Regions from separate parts of the Zea mays genome. Here region 1 is linked to region 2. Evidence: chromatin contacts called from public Hi-C data. All regions are on one chromosome and are shown on one strand. The core of a region is the stretch at or near the end of the contact, and the rest is flanking DNA. Distances in the headings are between cores, read along the strand shown. Region 1 holds the start of LOC100304314. Region 2 holds the start of LOC100283318 (xyloglucan endotransglucosylase/hydrolase protein 15).

Evidence for each region. Hi-C and Micro-C count contacts between places; a contact is called where the count stands out from the background.
Region 1: a Hi-C map of bundle sheath shows a contact between it and region 2, with 1.9 times the contacts expected there. The contact joins the promoter of LOC100304314 here to the promoter of LOC100283318 in region 2. A contact is called at or near these places in 4 of 25 Hi-C or Micro-C datasets (bundle sheath, ear, leaf and 1 more).

Annotation. Positions count from the first base shown.
Region 1 is chr2:12,500,659-12,504,883 of Zm-B73-REFERENCE-NAM-5.0, forward strand. LOC100304314 reads left to right here and starts at 1,932. Exons shown (of 18, transcript NM_001361403.1): 1 at 1,932-2,533; 2 at 3,379-3,578; 3 at 3,664-3,817; 4 at 3,905-4,014; 5 at 4,093-4,162. The coding sequence starts at 2,351.
Region 2 is chr2:12,340,806-12,344,852 of Zm-B73-REFERENCE-NAM-5.0, forward strand. LOC100283318 (xyloglucan endotransglucosylase/hydrolase protein 15) reads left to right here and starts at 1,817. Exons shown (of 3, transcript NM_001156220.2): 1 at 1,817-2,249; 2 at 2,372-2,571; 3 at 2,702-3,278. The coding sequence starts at 1,971. The coding sequence ends at 3,056.

The DNA.
Region 1 (4,225 bases), core at 682-3,181, 160 kb after region 2:
CTTAACTTCATGAGTCTATTGAAATTTATCGTTTGTGAATCACCGTTTCTGGTGCTTTGTGAAAAACATGAAGTTAGCCCTAATTTTATCTTTTTTTTTTGAAGCTGAGGTGGTAAAGCTGGAGGTGTTTGACTATGTTTTTGTGGGGCCAATTTAGATTTCGTAAAGCGAAGCGGTTCCAAACACCCCCTCAGATTAAGGGCGTGTTTGGTATGGCTCTGCTCCACCTCAAAGCAGTTCTACTCCAAAACTCTGGGTAGAGCAACTCTGTTCCTGAGTTTAAATTGTTTCTCATAACCGGTGGTCTAAACTCCATGATTGGGTGGAGCAGCTCTGCTCCATGGTTAGGTTGTTTTTTTTGGAGTTTTCAGAGCAGCAAAAAGAGGTGCTCCAAAAAATTGTACTGCAACTTCAAAAACTCCATAGAGTTTACAACTCTGGAGTTAGAGTGTTTGACATGCTCTGGCCAGCTCCTCCTTGGAGTTTTGCTCTAGAGCCATACCAAACACGGCCTAAGTGAGCCCGTGACTCTACCGCTTCTTTGGTTGGCTTCTCCCGGTAGTCTGGCTGCATGAGACAGGCCGGCGGGAGCCTGGCTCCAGATATGCGACCAATTTGCTCGCGCTTGGAGAGCCTGGCCTAGGGTGCTTTAAGTATCGTGCGAGCCTGACTCCACATCTGCACGCAGGTAACCAAACACACACCTCATACGCGTAGAACCTAGTTGACAACAACCAAACACTAACTCATTGCATCCGCAATTACCAGTAAATACAGTCAACAAAACAATGTACGAAATCGAAGCGGTACGGGCTCGAGTTCCGCCCGCTGAATGTGTCCCTGGCTCGAGCAGCCAATGGCATACGGTACACGTCAATGGCATGTGTGCTCCACGCAACTCTGCGTGGCCCTTGGGCGCTACACCACACCACCCTCCGTCACGTGAGCTACATGTCTATGACACGCGGGGCCGCCCATCTCGCCGTTTCCCACCTCGCAGCATATTGCCGACCGTTAGAAGTAAACCCTGTTCTCTGAAACGTCACCGCTCCATCTTCTATACAGAGTATCCATCTATTTTCAGAGCTTAAACCACGGATTAAAGACACTAATGTATATAGATATTCGATAATATGATAAAATATATACATCTAATATAGAAAAATATCTTTAATATGTAGATTAGGAGATATAGAACACACCGTTGGAAAAGAACGAGATACTCCCTCATTCTTATAATATAGTTTATTTTAGACTAAACATATATTCACTAATTAACATATGAATATAGTTGTATGTATGCATATATTCATTATGATTTCTTTCAATATGGATGAAAAATAAAGGGCTAAAAAGTAATATACTTTGAGATGAAGGGAGAATAACATAAGATAATTTGTTAGCAACCTAGCAACGGTACGGTTCCATAGAGAGGAGGGGATGACGGCAACAATGTAATATGAGAGGTTGCCATTGGTGGCGGCAGTGAACAACAGGGGGCGGCAAGGACAGGGGTGAGGGAGAGGTTGGATTTGAGTAGATAAGATATAATGATTATCTAGTGATTTGAACCGTTGATTTTAGTGGTGTATTAAGTTTCAATGTAATTTGTTTTTATAAATTTAGTAGAGATTGTGGTACGAGAATGATTTGGTTGGATGATTTTTGTAAAATTGAAATTGGATTATACAGTGGGATTCATTTGGTGGTGGTTTGTGGGGGGACTCGCAGAGAGACACATCGGCACGGCACATGGCGCAGCTGAGAGTGAGACAGAACGGCGCAGTCAGCAGTAGGAATAATGAATAAATAAAAATATAAAATATGACAGTTTCTAGGTATATAGGCGCAGGCTCGTATTATCGTCTCGTTAATTATTTAATAATGGGATTCACAGCTAATTAAATCTGGAAGTATATCTTGCCCGCAAGGAAAGAATAGAAGAAAATACAGGCGGAGAGAGGCGAGGAAGGAAGAAATCGACGAGGGGATTGGATTGGACTGCGACTGTTGTTGATTCTCTCTTGCACGCGGCGGTCCTCCTCCAGAGTCCAGACCCAATCCCAAATCCCTAATCCTACAGAGGGATCCCAAATCCGGCGTCCAGTCCAGTCCAACCTGTAGTAGATATCCCCGCCGGCTTGGCCGTCCGTCCTTGCCCCAATTCCGATTGACCGGAGAGGAGTTGGATCAGGGAGCATTGGAATGGCCGCCGCCGCATAGGATGGAGCTGGATTCCTCCGGCCGCTGCTCGGTTGCTCCCGTGAATGCTGTGATCGTCGCGATTGGAGGTGGAGGCGAAGGTTCTCTTCAGTAAGAGCTTCAAGAGCTGTGATCTAGCTGATTGGGTATGGAGGAGAGTGGCGGCAGCTGCGGAAAGCGGGAGGACGCGGCGCCGCCGTGGAGGCCGAGCGACTCCACGGCGTTCGGCCGTTTTGCGGCGGCCGCTTCTCCGCCGGAGGCGTCCCCGTCGGCCTCCGCCAATGGGGCTGCTGCCCGCGTCAGCAGCCTTCATGGGGTCAGGCGGAAACCGGTATGGCTTGTTCTCAACCCCTTGCTCTGTTGCTTCCGCATCATCAAATTCATGGGAATTATGAGGAAGTAGCTGTGTTGCTTCGACACCATCAAATTCATGGGAATTATGAGGAAGTAGCATGTTAGTGTAGCTGAATTCCCTTTTCTCTAGCATTGATTGATGATCAACTGAAACCGATAGGCTGATCATTTGACTGTCACGTCAAGTTCTTGTTTGATTGGTTGCTTGTGCTTGCTTGTGGATAGGTTCTATTCAACCTTTTCCTGGTCTAACTGAAACCGATAGGCTGATCATAAGAGTGGAACAATATCTGATTCGTCGATGGACTCATGTGTTATGGTTTCATGTAAAATTATTAAACTGCATAGTGCATACAATTGCAGTGAGATTTCAAATTGAGAACGAAAGATTTTTAACGCTAAATAACATTGACTAGTGTATCTGGTAAGAATGTTCTAGGATGTAGTATTGACCTCTAGTTGCTTTAGCATATTCCTTCGCTATTGTGCAGTTAATGAGTGTTTTGGGTAGCTCTTTTCAGACTTGATGAGGATCTGAGCAAGACCAAACCAGTATCATACAACCAAACCAGTATCTCACAACACTTGCTTGTGATATATTGTTATGTGTTTCTTCCTTTTTGTGTATGTTTATGTTGATGTTCTGTTCTGTAGAAACCCTTCTTTCTATCAATCAGCAATTGCCTGTGACATATTGTTATGGGTTTCTTCCTTGTGTGTATGTGTAATGTTCTGTTCTATTGTAGAAACTCTCCTTTCATGTGATATTATCTTCTGTTACTTTTAATGCTCTAGTGTTCACTGACTCTTTTTATAATGCAGTCTGTTGCGAGATTAACAGCAGGCATCATTCAGACATATCTACAATGTGATCCCGAGTTTAAGTACTCAGAGGTTCTAAATCCAAAACGTTTCCTCACGAATCCCTCTACCCCAGCCCACAACGATGGGCTTGACAATGCAAATTGGGATCTCATATTGTATGTCAACTTGGAGTTGGTTAATAAGATGTCGAACAGAAGGTTATTCTTTTTTTACTTGGTTTTAGCTGTGCCATATTTGCTTGTTTCATGATATTGAACTGTACCTTGTTATTATTGTACTTAGGTTTATTGTCAAGGAAATGCTTGGGCAGGGAACTTTTGGTCAAGTAGTTAAATGCTGGGACACAGAAACTAACGACTATGTTGCTGTGAAGGTGATAAAAAACCAGCCTGCATTTTACCATCAAGCTATCATGGAGGTTTCACTATTAAGAACGGTATGATAGTTCATTAGAAACTTAACTTCGTTTTGCTCAATAGGTACACTAAGTCACTAACTATTAAGATTGCGGATGTACTTGCAGTTAAATCAGAAATTTGATCCTGATGATCAGCATAACATTGTCCGTATGCTTGATTATCTGTCATTTCAAAACCATTTGTGTATAGCTTTTGAGATGCTTGGCCAAAACCTGTAAGCTGAATTCTTAAAACTTTTTTGCCTAGCAGCTTCATCTTAGTTTTTTTTTCACACTGCATGCTCCCATTTCAGATATGAACTGCTCAAAAGGAATCACTTAAGAGGTCTGAAATTGAAATATGTTCAAGCCTTCTCAAAACAGGTGAAATATCTGTATCATATGAATGCCCATTATCTACTTTTATATTACCAAATTGTGTTTGTT
Region 2 (4,047 bases), core at 567-3,066:
TGAAAAATATCAAATCCAAACAAATCAAATCTGACAGGCACAAAATTTGAGGCACGTACTCACAAAACCATGGACAGTCTATTTTTTTAAAAGAAAAATACCTCAAAATATCGAAATTATAGCACACATTTCAAAGAAATTCAGGAACCCAATGAAATGGGAAGTTTGGAGAAACCAAAACTAAAGAGCTTGAGGACATTAAATCAATTGATGAATAAGAAGTCTTCTCACACCCCCAAGTCGCAGCCAAAAATGAAGAATAAAAATCCACCAAATAGGTCATTAATCACAATAAAAGAAAAAAACCAGAGATAGCAGGGGGGAGAAAAATGCTGCATAAAAGAAATTGGAGAGGTACTCAACTCTCTCTACTAATATCTACTCCTCCTCAAGCATTTGGCATGATTAGGGTTGGCTGGACCGCAGGAGACAATCACCCAACCTTCCACATGTCCATGAGAAAAGACGAAAATACTCGTAGAAGCTAAAACTAGATATACGCTCCCGAGAGACAAAACGGTATAGATTTTTTTCTTCTTGCTGTTCATAGGACATGTACCCGGTGTTATCGTGGCTTCATTTTATTGTAGATGCAAGGTTTAGGAGCATGCCACGCGTCCTCTGATTCACATTCTAGCTCGTGGAGTAGGTGAGTGGGGAAAAAAAACAAGAGAAAAAGGAAGGAGATGGTACACTGCTCGTAGCTTCGCAGGTCCTACCAAGGCTTGGACTACGCGCCGACCCTGCGATACGGGCCAAAAGCCCAAAGCATAGCATGCGGCCGGAATAGGAAACGCGGCCGATCACGACCAGAGGTCCAAACCCAAAAAGACTCCACCCACGCAGCTGGCAGCGTTGAAGTTCTGGGTAACCGTCACCGCCTCACCGGCGTGGCCAGTTGAGCGGGCCGGTGGTAAACTGGTCGGTGCCCCACGGCCACGAGAGCTCAGAGATGACAAGCAGGAACGAGCATTCCCCAGGAAATTATAAACTCAATCAAGTTGACAGATTGTAATTTGTTCACGTTCAAATTATCACTCTGAACCGCCCGATCTCGTGCTGATCTGATTCGATGCATGATGCTTGCTGTGGCGGACAGGCATTGGTCAGTTTGTAACCGATGCCCACACGAGCATATCGGCAGCAAGAATTCCTAGCAAACCGACTACTAGTACTAGGAGGCACATTGCACGTTGGTTGGCTCATCCACGGCACGCCCCACGGCCACGGGTGAAGTCATGCTCGTGGCTTCCAGTTGGCAGCCAGCCGCGCGCGGCATTCAAGCCGGTGGTTGGTTGGTTGGTTGGGCGCCCGGCCCGGCTTCCGCCGCCGCTGCTTCCTGCGACGTCTGCTGTGAGCTGTCTGGTCGTCCGGCACCGGCAGTCAGCTAGCTGTACAACGCGGCCAAAGGAACACGACCGGGATTCAGAAAACCCGCGTGGCCCTCCTTTCCGAAGAACTCATGTCCCCCGTGCGTTCGGCACCGGGACCGGTCGCCGCCCTCGCATCGTATGCACTGACTGACCCCACCGTCGTCGTCTCGCGCGCGCGGCTGCACTGCACCCGCACAGGCACAGCAGCACGGCGACAGGCAGGCACAGCAGCCTCGCTGTCGTCCGCGCATCGCCAGCCGGACTCCAGGAACGAGACGCGAACATGCGCCTCAGCAGCCTCCGCGCTCTGCTCTGCTCTGCCCTGTCCTACATCTACATGCATGAGCGCGTCGATCGATTCATTCTTTCCGTCCTCATCCCGGCCATTCCTTGCCTGCCCGCCGCGCGGACTCTATATAAGCCTTGTGCCCCATCTCATCAGCATCCATCACCACCATCTCCGATCCATCTCTTCGGCTGCCTGTGCTACCCTTCCCTTCACCTCACACAGGAATATACTACACATTCCTGCCTTAGATACATATATACTTTTTTACTGAAAAAAAAGGCTGAGCCGGTGCGAGCGAGGCTTGAGCAATGGCGAGCGCGTTTAGCTCGAGGGCATGCGCGCTGCTGGCGCTGCTCCTGGGGCTCTGCACCGCCGGCGCGGCGGCGGGCAGGGTGGACGACGGGCTGGAGGTGACGTGGGGCGACGGCCGCGGGAGCGTCTCGCCCGATGGCCAGGTGCTGACGCTGTCGCTCGACCGCACCTCCGGCTCCGGGTTCCGCTCCAAGGACACGTACCTCTTCGCGCGCGCCGACGTGCAGATCAAGCTCGTCCCCGACAACTCCGCCGGCACGGTCACCACCTTCTACGTAAGCTTCCTTCTCTTCTCTTCTTTCTCGGCCTTCCAGTTTCAGTTCAGCAACGCATGCACGTCCGAGCTGACCAGAGCGCCACCAGCTGCCAACGGGTTTCTGACGACGGGTGCATGCAGTTCATCTCGGAGGGGCCGTGGGATGTCCACGACGAGGTCGACCTCGAGTTCCTGGGCAACGCCAGCGGGCAGCCGTACACGCTGCACACCAACGTGTACGCCAGCGGCAACGGCAGCAGGGAGCAACAGTTCCACCTCTGGTTCGACCCCACCGCCGACTTCCACACCTACTCCATCCAGTGGACGCAGCAGCACATCCTGTAAGTTTCAGAACTACTACTACTACCATCACCATTCCAGCATTTGGCCGAAGCCGATCAGCAGCGACTCAGCATCAGTCAGCCAATAATCCTCATTCTTCTTCGCTACCCTACTATCCGTCGCATGCAGCGTGCTGGTGGACGGGACGCCGATCCGGGAGTTCAAGAACCACGCGGACCGGGGCGTGCCGTACCCGTCGTCGCAGCGGATGCGCCTCTACGGCTCGCTGTGGGACGCCGAGGACTGGGCCACGCAGGGCGGCCGCGTCAAGACGGACTGGTCGCGGGCCCCCTTCGTGGCGCAGTACCGCAACTTCACGGCCGCGCCGCCGGCCACGGCGGCGGCCGGCCAGTACGGGCAGCAGATGGACGCGGAGGCGCAGCAGGCCATGAAGTGGGCGCGGGACAACTACATGGTCTACGATTACTGCGCCGACACCAAGCGCTTCTCGCAGGGCGCGCCGCCTGAGTGCTCCATGGCGTAGTCGGCGTATAGAGGTGCTGGGCTGAACCACGGTGCACTTCGATTGCGATGTCGATCAGTGCACACTATATACGACGCACGGGTCAATTCATTATTTATACCGATCGATCGATTCTTTGGTGTGAAAGAATACTCTAGTACTATAATTTAATTCATTTGATTGGTCGCAAGAGATTCGTTTAAAATCAATCGTTTATGTTTATACTACCCAAGTTTAGTTTCAGAGGTTGGCCAATGAAGCAGCACCAGCAGCTTGTTGAGATTTATTCTGGCCAGACATGAATGTTCCTTCCTTTCCTCGGGAAACCAGAGCAAGTTCCTTGATACTACGGGCACTTGTAGCTTTGCGTGTCATCTCTTTTTAGAACAAACTTCTCAGCCTAGCTTTTACTAAACAAATTTTATGATCAACTTCGCATAACCTTTTCACTATGCAACATCTTCGGATAAGGTTTTGTGGCTAAAAAACTTTCTTAAGAGCTTGTTCGGTTATGTTGACACATTTTTCGGGCGCCAATCACTCAACAAGAACCGGCGGCGGTGCTCTCTGGTCAGGCGCGGACGGTCCGCGGCACAGGGCCGGACGGTCCGCGATCTGGGCGCAGGAGCGGTGTCTTCCCTGCGTCACGCCGGACGGTCCGCAGCTCTGGGCCGGACGGTCCGCGACCTGGCAATAGGGTCGTCTTCCTCCTCTTTGCTGGAATCTAGATCTCGTCCCCTGGGGGAAGGGATCTTAATGGTGCTCCGAGTCGACAGGTCACCCAGGGCGTCCCCAGACGACGTGGAGTCGCCTAGGAATTAAGAGATCAATTCGAGGAAGAGGTCTTGGATGGACAACTAGATCTTGCCCCCCGGGAGGGGTGAGATCCTAGGGTCGTCTTGGGATCGGCAGGCCACCCAAGACGGATCTAGACGACGTAGAGTCGAATATGGGTGGAGGTGGATATGTGGAAGACTACAACTTGAACTATGCTACATCTACTCCTAGGGCA